2 separate regions of the Ovis aries genome follow, and region 2 is linked to region 1. The links are chromatin contacts, called in public Hi-C maps. All regions are on one chromosome and are shown on one strand. Each heading gives the region's core, a stretch centred on a gene start, on an enhancer-like site or on the middle of the called end of the contact. The rest is flanking DNA. Distances are from core to core; before and after follow the strand shown. Region 1 holds the start of GDF10 (growth differentiation factor 10). Region 2 has its middle 12 kb from the start of TRNAS-GGA.

Region 1 (7,919 bases), core at 2,074-4,573:
CTAGCTGACAGAGATAATTAGAGCCACAAAACAATTCTCCCACAAGGTAACTGGAAAACATCATGAAACAACATCTCAGGCACATTTCCTTCGGGTTTACTTGGGGTGAGGTTCCCCATGAAAGCAAATGAGCCTACTTTCCCAACTGTCCCGAGTTTGGTTTCTCCTTTGTTCAAGTGTAGGGCTTTATAACTATGGAGCCTCAGGGTTTTCTGAGCCTAAGAAAACTCTGCTGCTGCTGCTGCTGCTGCTGCTAAGTCGCTTCAGTCGTGTCCAACTCTGTGTGACCCCATAGACAGCAGCCCACCAGGCTCCGCCGTCCCTGGGATTCTCCAGGCAAGAACATTGGAGTGGGTTGCCGTTTCCTTCTCCATACATGAAAGTGAAAAGTGAAAGAGAAGTCACTGAGTCATGTCCAACTCTCAGCGACCCCATGGACTGCAGCCTACCAGGCTCCTCCATTCATGGGATTTTCCAGGCAAGAGTACTCTGCTATACCAGAGTATGGGGCAGATAGGCCTGGGAGACACAGGGGCCCCAAACAATCTCTCACCACCCAAGAGAGAACATTTTCTATCCCCAACAGTAAGTTCAAGACTTCAGAGCCTTTGATAAAAATAGCGTCGGATGCTCCCAGGACTGGGACCATTTTGGTAACAAGCTGCAAGAAATCACAGCTCTGGAGACTTGTATCTACCGTCTGCCATCTCAACTCTTATTTTGACCTGCAGCCTGAGCTATTAAAAACCAAACATTCTCATTGGCAAGCTCCACAATTAGCCTCATTTCCACGCTCAGAACACTGTTGTGCCTGAGCTGAAGTTGCACAGTGATTGTTTCTTGTCTCAGCGATGCTGTTTGCAGGCGATGCTGGGAGCCAGCGAGGATGTGACCCGGTGGTAATCTGAATTGCTTCACCAAACACATTTTTATCCCATCATCTCGGCTACATGAAAGGGGGCCATAGTGCTCCAGTGTTCAAGACTTTACAGTCCCGCTGTTCGGCAATAAAATGAGGCAAGAAATATTAGCCGTCCCCGGCTGATGCCTTAATTCTTTCCCAACAATGTCAGAGAATCTGTACCCTACAGGTTTTAGTGCCGTCTAAAGCCTGACCCTCAGGCTGTCTTGAATGGAGCGGGAATGAGTTAAGGAGAGCAAGGAGGCTTTAATGGACACAGACCCCGAATAGCCCAGCTTGTCCCGGCCTCCTGCGGACTCACCCTCCTTTTCACAGGCCTCGATTGTGTATGGCCCCAGCAGAGACAAAACTACCCATGAGCAGAGGTTACCCCCAGCCGGTACAGGTCAGAGGCATTCTGGGGGAGAAGAGAAGAGGGGGGTGGAGGGGAAGTAAGGGGCACACGAAGAAAGAGGGAAGTGAGGATGGGGGTGGGAGAATGGAGTAGTGAAAGTTGGTGGGGATCATTTATGAGGAGAGATTCTTCAAGTCCAAGACTGTGACTGGTCACCTCGCCTTCAAGCAAATCGCTTTCGAAAACTGTTTCACTGGACGAATGGGAGCTATACTAATGGGAAGTTGAACATGAAGTGTGTGAATTATCAAAAAAATAAAATGCTTCTCTATCATTCTTCCAAAATCTATAGGCCTAAGGTTCCGAGGTTTTCAATGGGATGGCCTCTAATTTGACACTACAAGATTTTGAAAAATTACAAATGGGTTGTGCTTTAGGCACCAAATGGAAGCTTTCTCCAGCAATTTTTCACTTATTGAATTGTGAGCCCTCCAAGAAAAGTAACTATTTTGGCTCACGCAACCCAGAGTTACCAAGGAATGGGAACAGCATGTTTGCAGTGTAGTATGGTTAGCATCCTGGACCTTGCTGGAAGAATATGAGTTTGAAGAGGTCCTTTCCTTCCCTCAGAAGTGTTCCTAAACCTTCTGTGACTCCTAGCTCAGTCCAAAGAAGCCCATAGACCCTTTCTCAAAAGACTGTTCTTACTATGCAGGGTTACAGAGGAAGGTAATCACATTCAAATAGAGCTCTCAAAATGGTTTTTAAACAACTTCGCAACATAGTATACATGTCTTTTAATGAATTCATTAAGTAAATAGCATTAATTTCAGAATAGTGATGAGCAAGAGTGATCATTTTGAGAACTCTGAAAACATGATAAGAAAATATGATATGGAAATATCTGTGGTTGGTGGCCATTGGTGACAAAGTCACAGGCAGGGTTAATACCTTTGTGATTGTGTTTGCCTGGGTTTTTTATATTACAGAATGTAAGTTTCAAGCTTCTCTGGTGGCTCAGTTGGTGATGAATCTGCCTGAAATGCAGGAGATCCAGGTTTGATCCCTGGGTCAGGAAGGTCCCATGGAGAAGGGAATGGCAACCCACTCCAGTATTCCTGCCTGGAGAATCCCACCAACAGAGAAGCCTGGTGGGCTACTGTCCACGGGGTTGCAAAGAGTCAGACATGACTGAGGGACTAACCCACACACTCAAGTTTCAGGTATAGGTTAGTGAAAATACAGATGTAAGCTTTTTCCATCCAAGTTCATAGATGCCCTAACATTTTATCTGTGGACAAGAAATCCAGCTAAAGGCAAGATGAAGTTCAGGACATACTGGCCTAGGGCTAAACTGAGAGGTATGGGCCAGGATTCACCGTACCCTCACTGTGAAACTTTCTTGGGAAAGTCAAGTTTTTTCTTCTCCTGTCCTGAAGCTCCGGAAACGTTTTGTAAAACAATTTAAAACCATGTCCTTTTTTCAGGACAAGCCTGATGTCCAAAGATTAATAAGCACCTTTGATGTGTTTCTTCAACAGGAATTATTGTTGCAAAAAAAAGGGTCAGTTAATGGACTAATTATGAATTTTAATCAGGATCTCGTTTCAGTTACCTTAGGTTGGCTGAGCTTTAGTGTCAAGGCTTTTCTTTTCAAAGGATGCCCGGGGAGGGTTTGTGTTCCCCTCACTTTTGCATTTTGGACGCACACTGGCTCAGAGACAACTGGGCTGGGCGCACACACATCCCCCTGCCCCCTCCCCAAGCCCGCCTCGGTTCCTCACGGGGGAGCTGTCATCTTGCAACCCAATCACCACACGCCATTGCAGGGGCAACCCGGCAGGAGGGCCCCCTCTAAATGCCTCCCAGCCCTCGCGCGGTCCAGGCCAGGCCACGGCGCCGACACACAGGAGCCGGGCTGGGTCCCCGGGTCTCCGGCTCTCCGCAGGGGAGCGACGAGCGCGCCTGCCGACGCCCACGCCCCCTACATTTTGGGCGCACACTCGGGCGCACACCCCTGCGCGCGCGCGCCGCCACACTCGGGCGTACGCACGCCGCTGTCGGGCCAGGGATTGCCGTGTCGGCGGCGGCCCGGAGTGGTCCGGGGCGCTCAGCCGGGTCTCCCTCCAGGGCTCCGCCGGCCGCCCCGCCCCGCCCCGCCCCTCGAACCCGCCGAGCCGAGCGCGCCTGGGGCTGCAAAGTTTTGCCTTCAGTCCGCAGTCGGCTCTGCGTGGCTCCGGATTGCCGTGACCGCTGGCCTTACCGTGCGCCCGGCTGTGCGCCCCGCTCTGCCCCGCGCCCCGCGCGGATCTCGGCATCCCGAGCCCCCGCCTGCGTGCGCAGTCAGCGTGCCCTCCTGCTGCAGGGTCTGTTCTCAGCCTCCTGTGCGTCCTCGATCTCCGTTCTCCTCCTCCCCGGCGGCTCTGGCCCCTTCGCCTCCGCCACCCATCATGGCTCGTGGCCCCGCTCGGACCAGCCTGGGACCCAGGTCCCAACAGCTGCCGCTGCTGTCGCTCCTGCTGCTGCTGCTGCTCCGGGACGCGGACGGCAGCCACACGGCCGCCGCTCGGCCTGCCCCGCCCGCGGCCGCCGACGGCCTTGCAGGGGACAAGAACCCCCAGCGGTCTCCAGGAGACGTGGCCGCTGCACAGAGCCCAGGCGCCCAGGACATGGTTGCTGTCCACATGCTCCGGCTTTATGAGAAATACAGCCGAAGGGGCGCGAGGCCGGGAGGGGGCAACACGGTCCGCAGTTTCCGTGCCCGGCTGGGTAAGTAGAGGGGGCCCCCCACTCCCCTTCTCCTTGGCCTCCGGCCCTCCTCGCTTGTCCATCCTCTCACATCCCTGCACCTTTGCTTTTCCTCTGCCATTCACTGACGCGTTCATTCATTCTTTCACTAACTATTCCGCCTTCCCCCTCCTCGCCCCTCCGGGCCCCCAGCACTCTATGCCAGGCCCTGAGCCTCCAGTGGGAACGCCAGAGTGACACAGAGTGACAAATTTCCTGCCCCTGGGGTGCCACTAGGCCTGCGAAGGTGGAAAACTTGCTGGACATAGACCACCCCACCCACAAGGCTGTAAGCACAGGATGAAGGTGGCACTGGGCTGGCAGAGCTCTGTGGGTAGTTCCCAGTGATCCCTCTGTGGGTAGAGGGTGAGGGTGGGGGCTGGGGGGGATCCATGTAGAGGGTTTAGTTATGCGGACTCTTGACAGGTGAGGCAGGTGCCGGGGAGAGCCCGCCAGGTGGGTATAATGCAGCCCTGAAGGAAGTGCTGGCACTGGGCCCAGGCACGTATAGTTGGGGCATTTAGTGGGCATGGGGTTGGGAGGCAGGGTGGACAGAGAATGGGGTTGAGTGCCCAGCCTTGGGTACATGGGACTGAAGTCTGCTGAGCACTAGCATGAAGTGTTCAACCATGGTGATTTGAGGAAAGGTCTAGAAGCTCGGGCAGTGGGGGTTCCCCTTTTCTCTCCTGCCCTTGCCCCTCCTGGGTAGACCCTTTCCCCTCTCCCCACACCCTGGATGAAACTGGACAGAGATCATTTGCAGACCCCTGCCCTCCTTGCTTCCGAGAGCCCTTCAGAATCCAGCTTCCACTGACTGCCCGCTCAGCCTGGGCTACCTCTGCAGGCCCTGAGTGAGCAGAGGGGAGAGGTGTGCCTGGTGGCAGGAGCTGAGGGAAGACCCTCATTGTCATGGAGATTACTCATGGTCTCAGAATGCCATTGCAGAAAACGTAGGTAGGGGTTCCCTGCAGCCCTTGTGAAGGAGGAGGCCATCCATCAGGGGAAAGATCATTGCTCTGTAAGGCCCCTTTTGAGGTGGAGGGGAACAAGCCCAGCACTGGGTAGCCAGACAGCCCGGGGTCAGATCTGCCATCTCTCTGTTGATCACTGGGTGTGTGATTTGGGGTAACACAGCCATGACATAGAGCCAAATCCCAGAAGTTGGTCTCCCAGAAATGTATACTGGGAACTCCTGCCACAGAGGCCTCTCCCCCACCCCACTCCCATCCCCTACTGGACAGACTCACTAGGTCAGTGTTCCTGGGTTCCAAGCCAGCCAGCTCTAACTTCATCCTCCCTGGTGCCTTTAGTTACATCTTGGGGCACACTTCTGGAGTATTATTATTAAGCCACTCAAGATGCATTTAGCATGACTGTGACCTTGGGCAAACGGCTGAAATGAAGCTCTGTGGACTTGCGTGTACTCATCTACAGAATTGGCTGGTCATGACAGTGTCTTCCCTGTGGAGTTGCAGGAAAGATGACACGAAATGATATGTGTAAGCCCGGAGCCCAGCACTGTCTGGGTTAGGTGTTGGTACATTGTATTTCCCCATATACAAAACATTTGTGTTCACAGAGGTGTAGACTTGACCTTGCGTCCATTAATTCAGTCCCCAAAGCCTTGCAGCTGGGGAACGCAAGGCTGGCAAGGTTACTGCTGCAATAAGGGGCGAATATGACCGCTGAGCCCACCTGGCTCCTACAGGCCCAGGCATGAAGGTGCACAATGTGTTTCCCTGGTTTCATAGACTGGGGGTCGAGGAACAGTGAGGCAACAGTTAGCCCTGAGAAGAACATGGTGGCAGTACTTCAGATCCAGCCCTCTGACTTTACAGATAAAGAGACTCAGGCCAGGGCAGGCAGGACTGTTCACAGCGGCAGTGGTTGGCACTGTCTGTTTGTCAGGATCAGGCTGTTTTCACTGCTAGTCCCTCTGCAAACTCCCATCAAAACTGAGCCTAGGATTTAGGAGACAGAGGGTGGAACAGACAATTACTCTGTTAGGCAGATCAGAATTATTCTGGACCAGTGTTGGATTTTCTGATAAATCCAGCACTCTTGTTTGGAACCACCTGGCAGTCATGGGTAGAAGCCCCAGCTCCGCCAGCTACTGGCTGTGTGCTGCAGCACGCATGACGATGCCTCTCTGAGCACTGATTTCTTTGCACATAGAGGCAAGGTGACGATTCAGTGGGTTGAGCTAAATTTTGTGTCTGACTCAGGAAGCTTGGTTTCTCATCCCCTCCCTTGATTTCCTTAAGTTGGTTTGTACCCAGCTCCTGGGCAGCCCTCAGAGGTGCCTGCTTCATGGCCCGTGACCCTGCTGTGAGGAGGTGTGAGCCTGGGCAGGACTCCTCATTTTATGAATGAGGCACAGATGTAAGGGTTTCAGCTCTGGATCATGGCAGTGCCAGCCTGCTCCAGGACGGCGGCCTCTGCTGTCTCATTGGGGTGGTCCCTGCAGCCCGTGTTGCAGTGGAATCATGTCCTCTGCCTGCCAACAGGCAGCACAGCTCAGATTCCAAGTGCAGGCTGGGAGCTGGACCAAATCCTGAATCTGTGACCTGGGCCAGGGACTGAGCTTGTCCATGACTCAGTTTTGTCAGTTCTAAAATGAAGCTAATCATGTTCTCTTCCTCATAGGGCTTTTCAAATGGATTGCAGTAAGTCCAGTGCTTAACACCGCCTGGCACGTGTAAGTCCAGTAATGTGTTAGCTCTGCCATTATTACTCCAGCCGCCTCGCTCCTTCCCTCCCTTCCGCCGCTCCCTGAAGCATGTCTTGTTCCCTACAAGTCCATGTCAACGGAGGGAGCTTCTGAACTTGACCGTAAAGGTTAAAAGTTAAACACCTCCAGCCCCAAACAATCTGCACTTAAGTCTAGGCCTTTCCACCTACCCCATAGGATATTGGGCAAGTTACTTAACCTCTCTGAGGTTGGTGTCATCTCCAAAATGCGAGTAATGATACATACCCGTCTATCAATAATGTGAAAAGTCACATTCAGTTGCCGAAGTCCTTCCTGAGCACCTCATTCAGTGGCAGATGCTGTAAGCCCAAAGGACACAAAGAAGCAAAGACTATCGGCCCTTTCCAGAAAAGCTCAGAGAAGGCGATGGCACCCCACTCCAGTACTCCTTGCCTGGAAAATCCCATGGACGGAGGAGCCTGGTGGGCTGCAGTCCATGGGGTCGCTGAGAGTTGGACACGACTGAGTGGCTTCACTTTCACTTTTCACTTTCATGCATTGGAGAAGGAAATGGCAACCCACTCCAGTGCTCTTGCCTGGAGAATCCCAGGGACGGGGGAGCCTGGTGGGCTGCAGTCCATGGGGTCGCACAGAGTCGGACACGACTGAAGTGACTTAGCAGCAGTGGCAGCAGCAGAAAAGCTCACAGCTGGTTGACAAGGAAGAAGTGAACAGAAGAATGTGAGCGTCGGGACAAGTAGAACAGTGGAGTAAGAACGGGTTGGGGCTGGGCTTCAGGAGCCCCAAGGGACAGCACTCACCCAGCAGGGGAAGGGCTGATGGGGAGGGGCTGGAGAAGCCTCCACAGAGCAGGGGGAGCGCCAGACAGATTCTGAAGAGCAGAGGGTGTCAGCCAGGTATGGGAGTGAAGCCTGCCCCCGCGCACCGGGACCCCTGAGGAGTTTATTCCATGAGGAAATAACAGGAGGAGAGAGTTGGGAAATGAAAGTGGTCCATCAAGGCCATCAAGAGCTTTGAGTGTGATGAATTTGCCTATAGGCAGTGGGGCAGCGTAGAGTGTGTGTGCGGGGGTCGAGGGTGGAGAACAGAAGAGGAGAGAGGAGAGATTATGGGAGTAGTGCACACTATGCAAAAATCATGGAAAATCACAGTAAGGAAAAGAA
Region 2 (7,919 bases), core at 2,209-4,708, 190 kb before region 1:
TCTTATCTGGAGGCTCTTGGCGGATTCTGCTTCCCAGTTCCCTCAGGTTGTTGGAAGGATTTAGGTCTTTGTGAATTTCGATCTGAGGTCCCTATGTTCTTGCTGGCCATGATCTGGGTTCTGCTTTAAGCTTGCAGTAACCATCCTCAGGTCCTGGCCCCCTGCTCCTCCCTCTCAGCAAGGGAGCCCTTCCTTCATGCCTAAGCCCCCTGACATGTCAGACTTCTGAACGCCTTGTCTCCCACCAACCAGAGAAAACCACATTTTAGAGGTCCCAGGCGATTATGTTAGGGTTGACGAGATCCCTCCAAGTCTCCCTGTCTTGTCACCTGATTAGCAGCCTCAACGCCATCTGTAAAGTCCCTCTGCCATATAAGTAACTTCATCGAGGGAGGGATATTTCATCATAGTCACAAGTCTTACCCACACTCAAGGGACGGAGGTTGTATAGGGCAAGGGGATTCAGGCTCACCTCGGCCTTCTACCCTTTCCACAGGGCTTGGAGGTGAAATGCACTCAGGTTGGGCCAGAAAGGAGTTTCCTGGCCCCTGGTGAGCTGGAGAGTTTGATTTTGGGGATATTCCTGCCATGCTGGGAATCTACGGAAGCCTGGATCTTGCTGTCGGCTGAGCTCTGCACACCACTTCTTGCTGTATCTGTTACTTAAAGTCACCCTGAACCTACTGGCTTGAAGACCGATGTCTATTCAGCTGGGACAGGACTCTGTATGGAGGTGTCAGCAGGGGAAGCTTGAGCTGGGACTAAGGGTCAGCTTCAAAGGAGTCTCTCTCACTTTGTGGCTGATGAGCAGGTGCTGGCTGGTGGCAGGGGCTGGGCTGAAGCTGAGGGCCGGGGTCTTGGTTCCTCCTTGTGCTTCCACTCAGCCTTCCTCACAGCATGGTGACTGAGTTCCAAGAGCAGCATTCCAACAAGTGGAGGCTGCCAGCTCCTTGCAGCCCACCTGAAGAACTGGCACAGGATTGCTCCTGCCCTGTTCTCTTGGTTGAGCCATTCCAGGACCAGATTCAAGGAGAGAGGGCAGAATCTCAGCCTCTAGGTGCCAGGAGTATCATAGAATTGGGGGAACAAAGAGTGTTTAAGAAGGGCCACCCATGCTGTGTGGCCTAGCCAAAGACTCTGAACCTCATCTAGAAAATAGGACAGATACTTTCTCCTCTTGTTAGGAGGAAGGATGAAGCTGCCACAAGCCCAGTCTGGGAGCCTGGGACTCGCACTTTGCAGAGCTGTGGCACTAGTGCATCTGACCTAAGGGGCCCCAGGAGAAAAGGGGCTGGGCTAGGCTCACACAAGGGGAGGCCCAATAGCCCACCTTGAACACGGCTCCCAGGGCCTGTTTTGGAGAGCCAGATCCCGGGATGCCCACAGAGAGGCAGCAGTCAGCGTGCCAGTGGGCTGCTTTAGAGCAGCAGAGGTGGAAGCTGGGAGGCTTCCTCCCCCACTCCCACTCTAGCCAGGAGGACAGACGGAGGGGCTTGGAGGTGCCTGAGTGCAGCTGGGGCAGCAGCAGCTGGACAGGCGCACCTCCCACAGCTGTGGGTGGTGACTGAGTGCATCCCTGGGCTCCCTGGGAGAAAGGCAGTCAGCCCGCTATTGGGTTAGCACCTGGTCCAGAGGACTCCCAGCAGCCGTCAGAGTGCTGGAGCCCCGGCCCTCTCCTCATCCTGGAGAGGGTCCTGCTCCCTCCAGTAAGGGCAGAGGTCAAGGGCGTCTGTGGCTGGAGGCGACCCACAGCCCCACTCAGCGGAGGGAGGCCCATGCTGACGCCATCAGATCTGCTCTCCGGGTGGCTGGGCTGCCAGGTCCTGATTGTCCAGAGATGGCAATCTGCTCTCCGGCCGCCAGCTGGGAAGGGGTGGGCTCTCCATCAGCCTCCAGCCTGCAAACAGGGTCTGACTTAGGGTTTTCCATCACTTCAAGCTGTTTGGGGGAGCGATACACCAAGCCAGGCTCCGGTGTGGAAAGGAAAAAGGAAACTTTTGTTGAGTCTCTGCTTCGTGCCAGGCACTGTGCTAAACGTGTCCTCTGATCCAATGCCTATTTTATAGCAGGGAAACTGGCACTCAGAAAGGCAAAGAAAGGTCCAGGTGTTAGTTATCTAAGGCTGCACAGCAAATTACTCCAAATTTGGTGACTTAAACAACATTTATCACCTCACAGTTGTGTGGGGCAGGAATCCAAGTGTGGCTTGGCTGGCCCCTGGCTGAGGTCTCTCACAGGCTTCATTCACGTGTTGCTGGGGGCTGTGGTATCATCTCGAGGCTCGACTGGGGCGGGCCTGCCTCCAAGCTTGCCCAGTGATGCTGGCACCCTTCACTTACATGCTGTTTGTTGGCTGAAGCCCTTCTTGAGAGGTTCCTTGTCACATAGGCCTCTCCATAAGGTAGCTCAGGGCCTGGCAGCTGGCTTCCTTCAGAACAAGTAAGCGAGAAAGCAAGAGTGGGCACTCAGGATGGAACCCAGAGTCTTTTTTGTAACAATTTTGGAAGTGACATCACATCATTTTCCCATATTCTCTTCATTGGAAGCAAGTCACTAGGGGCACCTTCTGTTCAAGGAGAGGAATTACACAAAGGAGATGGGATACCCACGGCCAATTTGACCCCACCCGTCTCTGACTGCAGCCTTTGTGCCACAAACCCCACCCCACCCTCCACACACTCATACCACACACTTATCACAATACTGCATGTACACATATGTACACACAGTCAGAGGTACACAAACCACACACACACACTCTTCCCAAACCACATACATGTACACACTCACACTCACACCCCACTGTCAGGAGGAGGCTGAGCACAAGGTAGGGTTAGCAGTGGGCATTGAGAACTGGGGTTCTGTTGTCACTTAGAAAATCATCTTGGGACCAAAAATAGAATGCTGGGCCAAGCACAAATAAAAACATTAGTTCCAGAAGGAAGTTACAGGCTCCGCAGCAACATTCTACAAAATGCAGTAGTTTGTGGAGCTCAGAGGAGCGGGCATCCGCTCAGGGCCCGGGTTTGGAGCCCCTCCCTGGACGGGCGGGCTTGGGCAGGTCGTCCTTTCTGTGTGATGGTGACACCTACGTCATGGCCTGAAGCCTGGCAGCGCCAGGCCCGCAGCGAGTGTGACCTCACCCCATTTCCCTTTCAGACAGTTTGGCTGTCCCCACAAGTCCCAGAATCCGTTTTGGGACAGAAAAAGGAAGCATTGTTTTACAGCTGCTGATGGCCAGGCCCAAGGCGAGACCCAGCAGCGGGGAGGCTGGGAAACATCTGTGTGTGGGTGCAGGTGTGGGTAAGGGCTGTGGTAAGTGTTCGCTGTGGTGTGTGTGTGCCTGTCACGCGTGAGAGAGGTGGGATAGGAGGCCGCAACAGGACGCCCACCCCGTAACACTGCGTACCGATTCGCGGCGGCAGCTACATCCAGTAGGTGGCGCTGCTTGCCTGCGCAGCCGCAGGTCAGCGCCGGCGCCGGGTGAGCCCTGACTGCTGCGCGTCAGATCTGCGCTCCCAGCCGCGCTCCCAGCTGCGCTCCCAGGCAGAAGTCTGTGGCCAACACATGAGCCTCATCTGGAAATTGCTGCCACCAGACCCACCCGAATTCTATTTGAGGATGGGCTTAATATTCCATTTCCCAGCGCTGCACTTGTTAATTTCTGGGAGGAAGGAAGCCTTCATTTGCACCGTGAAAGCACTTTTCATGCAATACTGACTTGGATCTTCACAAATAACCTGTCCAGTGAGGACACTGAGGTTTAGAGGTTCAGCAACCGCCCAGGGCCACACAGCCGGGAGGAGAAGGAAACCTGGAGTGCCTTCATTCCTTGCTATGGGCCCACCTTGGTCCTGCCCCGGGCTCAGTGGAGGGGGCTGTGCTGGGGGCAGGGCAGGGAAGCTGTGGGTGCATCAGGGGTCGCGGACCAAGAGAAGACTGAGGCCAGATGGCGGAGGGGCTTGTGTAATCAGGGCTTTGCTCGTCCTCTGTCTGCTGGGGTGGGGGTGACTGTAGGGCTTGGGAGCCCAGAGCAGAACGAGTGGACACTGATGGCCTCTTTCTTGAAGGGGAAGAAGCCATGGGCATGGCCTGGGGTTGCCCAGCTTGTTCCCACAGCTGCTAGTTCCTGCCATGTGGGCTGCCCTCGAGCCCCTGATACAGTTCTGAAGTCCTGAGTCTAGCCAGGCAGGACCCTTTCCAGTGGCACACACACGGGCAGACTGGGCTCAGAGGCGATGGAGCTGGGAAGGAGCTTTTGGGGAGTTTGGGGGTGGGGGCTGGGGCAGGGGGAGAGGCAGGCTGATCCCTCTGCGTTTCTGAAGACTCTGGAGTCCCCTAGTCAGGGAATCCAGGCTTCCCCTGAGTTACCTGAGATGAGCAAAGGTGGCTGGATGTGGGGGGTGACCAGGACCCAGCCCCGGCCTGAGCAAGTGCTGCTGGGGGAGGGGGAGGGGACACCTGATCTGCACCCACCTCTGAGCCAGGTGTGCAGGGCACGCTGCCTGGCTAACTCCTGCGAGAGACCTGATGACGAAGCCACCTTACCCCAGGAAGGGACAGCATAGGTAGGGCGGGGAGGGGGCCACCCAGGCTCACTCAGCCAACAGAACATCACGTGCTGCCCTGGGGGAGGGTGAGAGCCCGGCTCAGGCCTCCGTGTGAGGGTCTCTGTTCCCCTGGCCCTGTCCACCCAGGCTCAGCATCGCTTTTCCTCATCCTCGGCCTGGCTGCAAGGAAGCTGCCGCTGCCACCCTTCCTTTCCCACTCCTGTGTCTCCAGGGCCTGTCACAGAGCCCCATGCTGGATACCTGGCGTGCCCTCTGCCTGCGCACCCCCGACAGTGTTTGTCCAGCTATGCCTGGCTTTCTGACTGAAACACTGCAATCCCTTCCCTCTGTTCCCCACCGCTCTGCCTGAACAGGGGGGCGTTTCCCTAGTCGGTGACCCCTCCAGGATCACGTCTCTCAGGCTTCAGCTGCCCAGTTCCACTCACGAGAGCTTCAGTGGGAACCTGCTCTGAAGCCATGCTCCGTGTTCCCACAAGGAATGGTCCCCACGCAGCAGGAAAGAGGCCTTTCTGCACTTGCAGCGCCTCTGTTCCCGGGGCTGCTTGCCACTTAGAATCTAAAGTGGGGGTGCCTTAGCGTGTCTCTCCAGGCCCTGAAGGCCCAGGCCCTCTGGCCCCTGCCTGCCTCTGCAGCCTGCGCCCTGCCCCAGCATCCCAGCAGTCTGGGCAGTCTGCGTCTGAGCCGTGAGCCACAGTGGGGCTCCTGCCTCTGCTTTGGATGGGCCTTGTCAGGGGGTCAAGGAGTGGGAATGTGCAGGCTGTGGGTAGGACCTGGGAGGTCACCTTGCAAGGGAAGGAACCCCGCTACATTTGTCTTTGGGGCCTTGAGGTAAGATAAATTTGGACATACATTTGGACTTTGCCCCCAATTCCTGGCACACAGCTCTAAAACCTTTGGAATTTTCTGAGCATAGGAGTGTCTTTGGTTTTTTGTAAAGAGCATCTTGACCGTACCTGACATTATGTCTCAGAGACACATGGCACCCTGGTGGGCCCTCAAGACAGTTTCAGGATGGTGAGGGGGTGGATGGCCATCAGAAAGACCAAGCAAGAGATTAGAGGTTGAGAACTTTCAGTCCTACCGGTTCTGACCCCTGGAGGGTGGGCATGGGGGGCTGGGCAGTGATTTGCTCAATCTCTCCACGTGATGAAACCCCGAGAGAAGACCCTGAACCAAGGCAGCCTGAAGGGTCTGTGGGCGGGTGAGCATGCGGCGGTGTCGGGAGGGACCCCCGGCGCCCCTGCACCCCCACCCCGATCTTGTCCTATGCTCTTCTGTAGGTTGTTCATTTGTGGCCTCTGTAAACTGTGTTAGTCAGCATAGGATTTCCCCAAGTTCTCTGTGTTGTTCTAGCAGAGTATCAAGCCTGGGGAGTGGTTGATGAGAATCCCCAGTGTGTGGCCTGCTGAGCAGAAGCGCGGGTAGCCCAAGGACGCCTGCCAACTTGGGGCTGGCATCGACAGCGGAGGAAGTCCTGGGGGACTAAGTCCTTATCGTGTGGGGTCTGCTCTGACATCAGGCTGTTGGCATCAGATATGAATTGAATTGTAGGCACCCCATCAATGTGGAGAGCTGGTGTTGGAATGGTGCAAGCCTGCAGCCTTCTTCACCTCCTACATTCATCCCCTCCATGACGATGTTCCAGACGCACTGGTGTGTGATCCAGGTGCCATCCTGAGGCAAAGTGAACTCCCAAGCATTAGGGAAGAAAAAGCAGGGAGCCCAGGGGCGACGCATCCTTCTGTGGTGGAGTCATCTGGAGTTACCCGGAGGAGGGAGAGTGGACTGAGACAATCCCCTGGGGAGGGCTTCCCTTGCCCAAGTGCTGTCTCAGGTTCTCAGTCACTCAGTCATGTCTGACTCTTTGTGACCTCTCTTTGTAGCCCCCCAGGCTCCTCTGTCCACGGGGATTCTCCAAGCAAGAATACTGGGCGGGTGGGGGGGGGATTGCCCTTTCCTCCTCCAGGGGATCCTCCCGACACAAGAACTGAACCTGCGTATCTTGCTTCTTCTGCACTGGCAGGCAGACTTCTTACCACTGCTCCACCTGGGAAGCGCCCTTTGCCCGGGCTTCAGCACCAAGTCTCAGGCCAGGGAAAGGGCTCCCACAGTGACTGCTGTGTGGCGCCCAGGGGACATGCTGCCATGGATACAGCAGCTGCGGCCGCACAACCTCTGTGAAGTCCCAGCGGTTGGCAGCGCCTGGAGTCAAGGTAAACTGAGGAATGAGATAACAGGTGTTCCTCCAGTCAGGTTGACTGCTTCACAGTCAAAGTGGACCAGCCTGGGGCTCAGGGCATGTGATGGATGAGTGAAGCAGGGGGCCTTGGTGGCTGGCATGGCTGTTCTGGACACTGAGGTCTTGTTTAAACTGATCTGGCAGGCATGGTGTCTGCACAGTTCCTGCTTGTCTGGTTACAGGCTGGCTCACTAAAGAACCGTGTCTGGCATTTTCTGGGTCTTTCACATCCTGTTTTCCATTCTCCAGACTCCCTCCATGAGAAGGGACTGCTGTGAGCATTTGAGAGCTCTGAGGCTTGCTGGCTTTTGTCCTCCAAGCTTGGCAGTGGACTGGAAATGGGAATAGGACATGGTAGCAGGAATCAGGGCTATTGGAAAATTACAAAAACGTGTTTTGACGATGCTGTTGTAAGCGCTCCAGTCTATAAAGAATTCCAAATGGTGTAACGGGAATGCAGTCACAGACCCCAGGCCTAGACGCTCCAGTTCCCATCCCTGTGCCTGGGAAAGATATTGACTTCTCCAGGCACACAGCGAGGCTCCAATCGTAGAAACTCAGATGGGTCCTCCAGAGTGTGGAGACGGCAGGATGCAGTTAGTCTCTTTTAACCTATTCAGAAATTCCACCCGAGATCACTTATGCATATAAGACCTGATCAGTAGAGTCCTCGTGATAGATAGGCTGAAAAACTTCAGTTGGTCAGCGTGTATGCAACCCATTCGCTCAACTGACATTTGCTGAATCACTGCAGATGGTGACTGCAGCCATGAAATTAAAAGATGCTTACTCCTTGGAAGAAAAGTTATGACCAACCTAGATAGCCTATTCAAAAGCAGAGACATTACATTGCCGACTAAGGTCCGTCTAGTCAAGGCTATGGTTTTTCCTGTGGTCATGTATGGATGTGAGAGTTGGACTGTGAAGAAAGCTGAGCACCGAAGAATTGATGCTTTTGAATTGTGGTGTTGGAGAAGACTCTTGAGAGTCCCTTTGACTGCAAGGAGATCCAACCAGTCCATTCTGAAGGAGATCAGCCCTGGGATTTCTTTGGAAGGAATGATGCTAAAGCTGAAGCTCCAGTACTTTGGCCACCTCATGCGAAAAGT

What was found. Hi-C and Micro-C count contacts between places; a contact is called where the count stands out from the background.
Region 2: a Hi-C map of hypothalamus shows a contact between it and region 1, with 2.1 times the contacts expected there. The contact joins the enhancer-like site here to the promoter of GDF10 in region 1. A contact is called at or near these places in 7 of 16 Hi-C or Micro-C datasets (hypothalamus, mesenteric adipose tissue, muscle and 3 more).

What each region holds. Positions count from the first base shown.
Region 1 is chr25:41,281,752-41,289,670 of ARS-UI_Ramb_v3.0, reverse strand. GDF10 (growth differentiation factor 10) reads left to right here and starts at 3,323. Exons shown (of 3, transcript XM_004021551.6): 1 at 3,323-4,025. The coding sequence starts at 3,707.
Region 2 is chr25:41,470,185-41,478,103 of ARS-UI_Ramb_v3.0, reverse strand. No RefSeq gene overlaps it. Among named protein-coding and RNA genes, the nearest start is that of TRNAS-GGA, 12 kb to the right of the region's middle. Within about 2 kb of position 3,458, at least 12 of the 54 cell types and tissues checked have an H3K27ac peak or open chromatin away from gene starts, as enhancers often do. A contact at or near this core is called in hypothalamus, where this site is marked.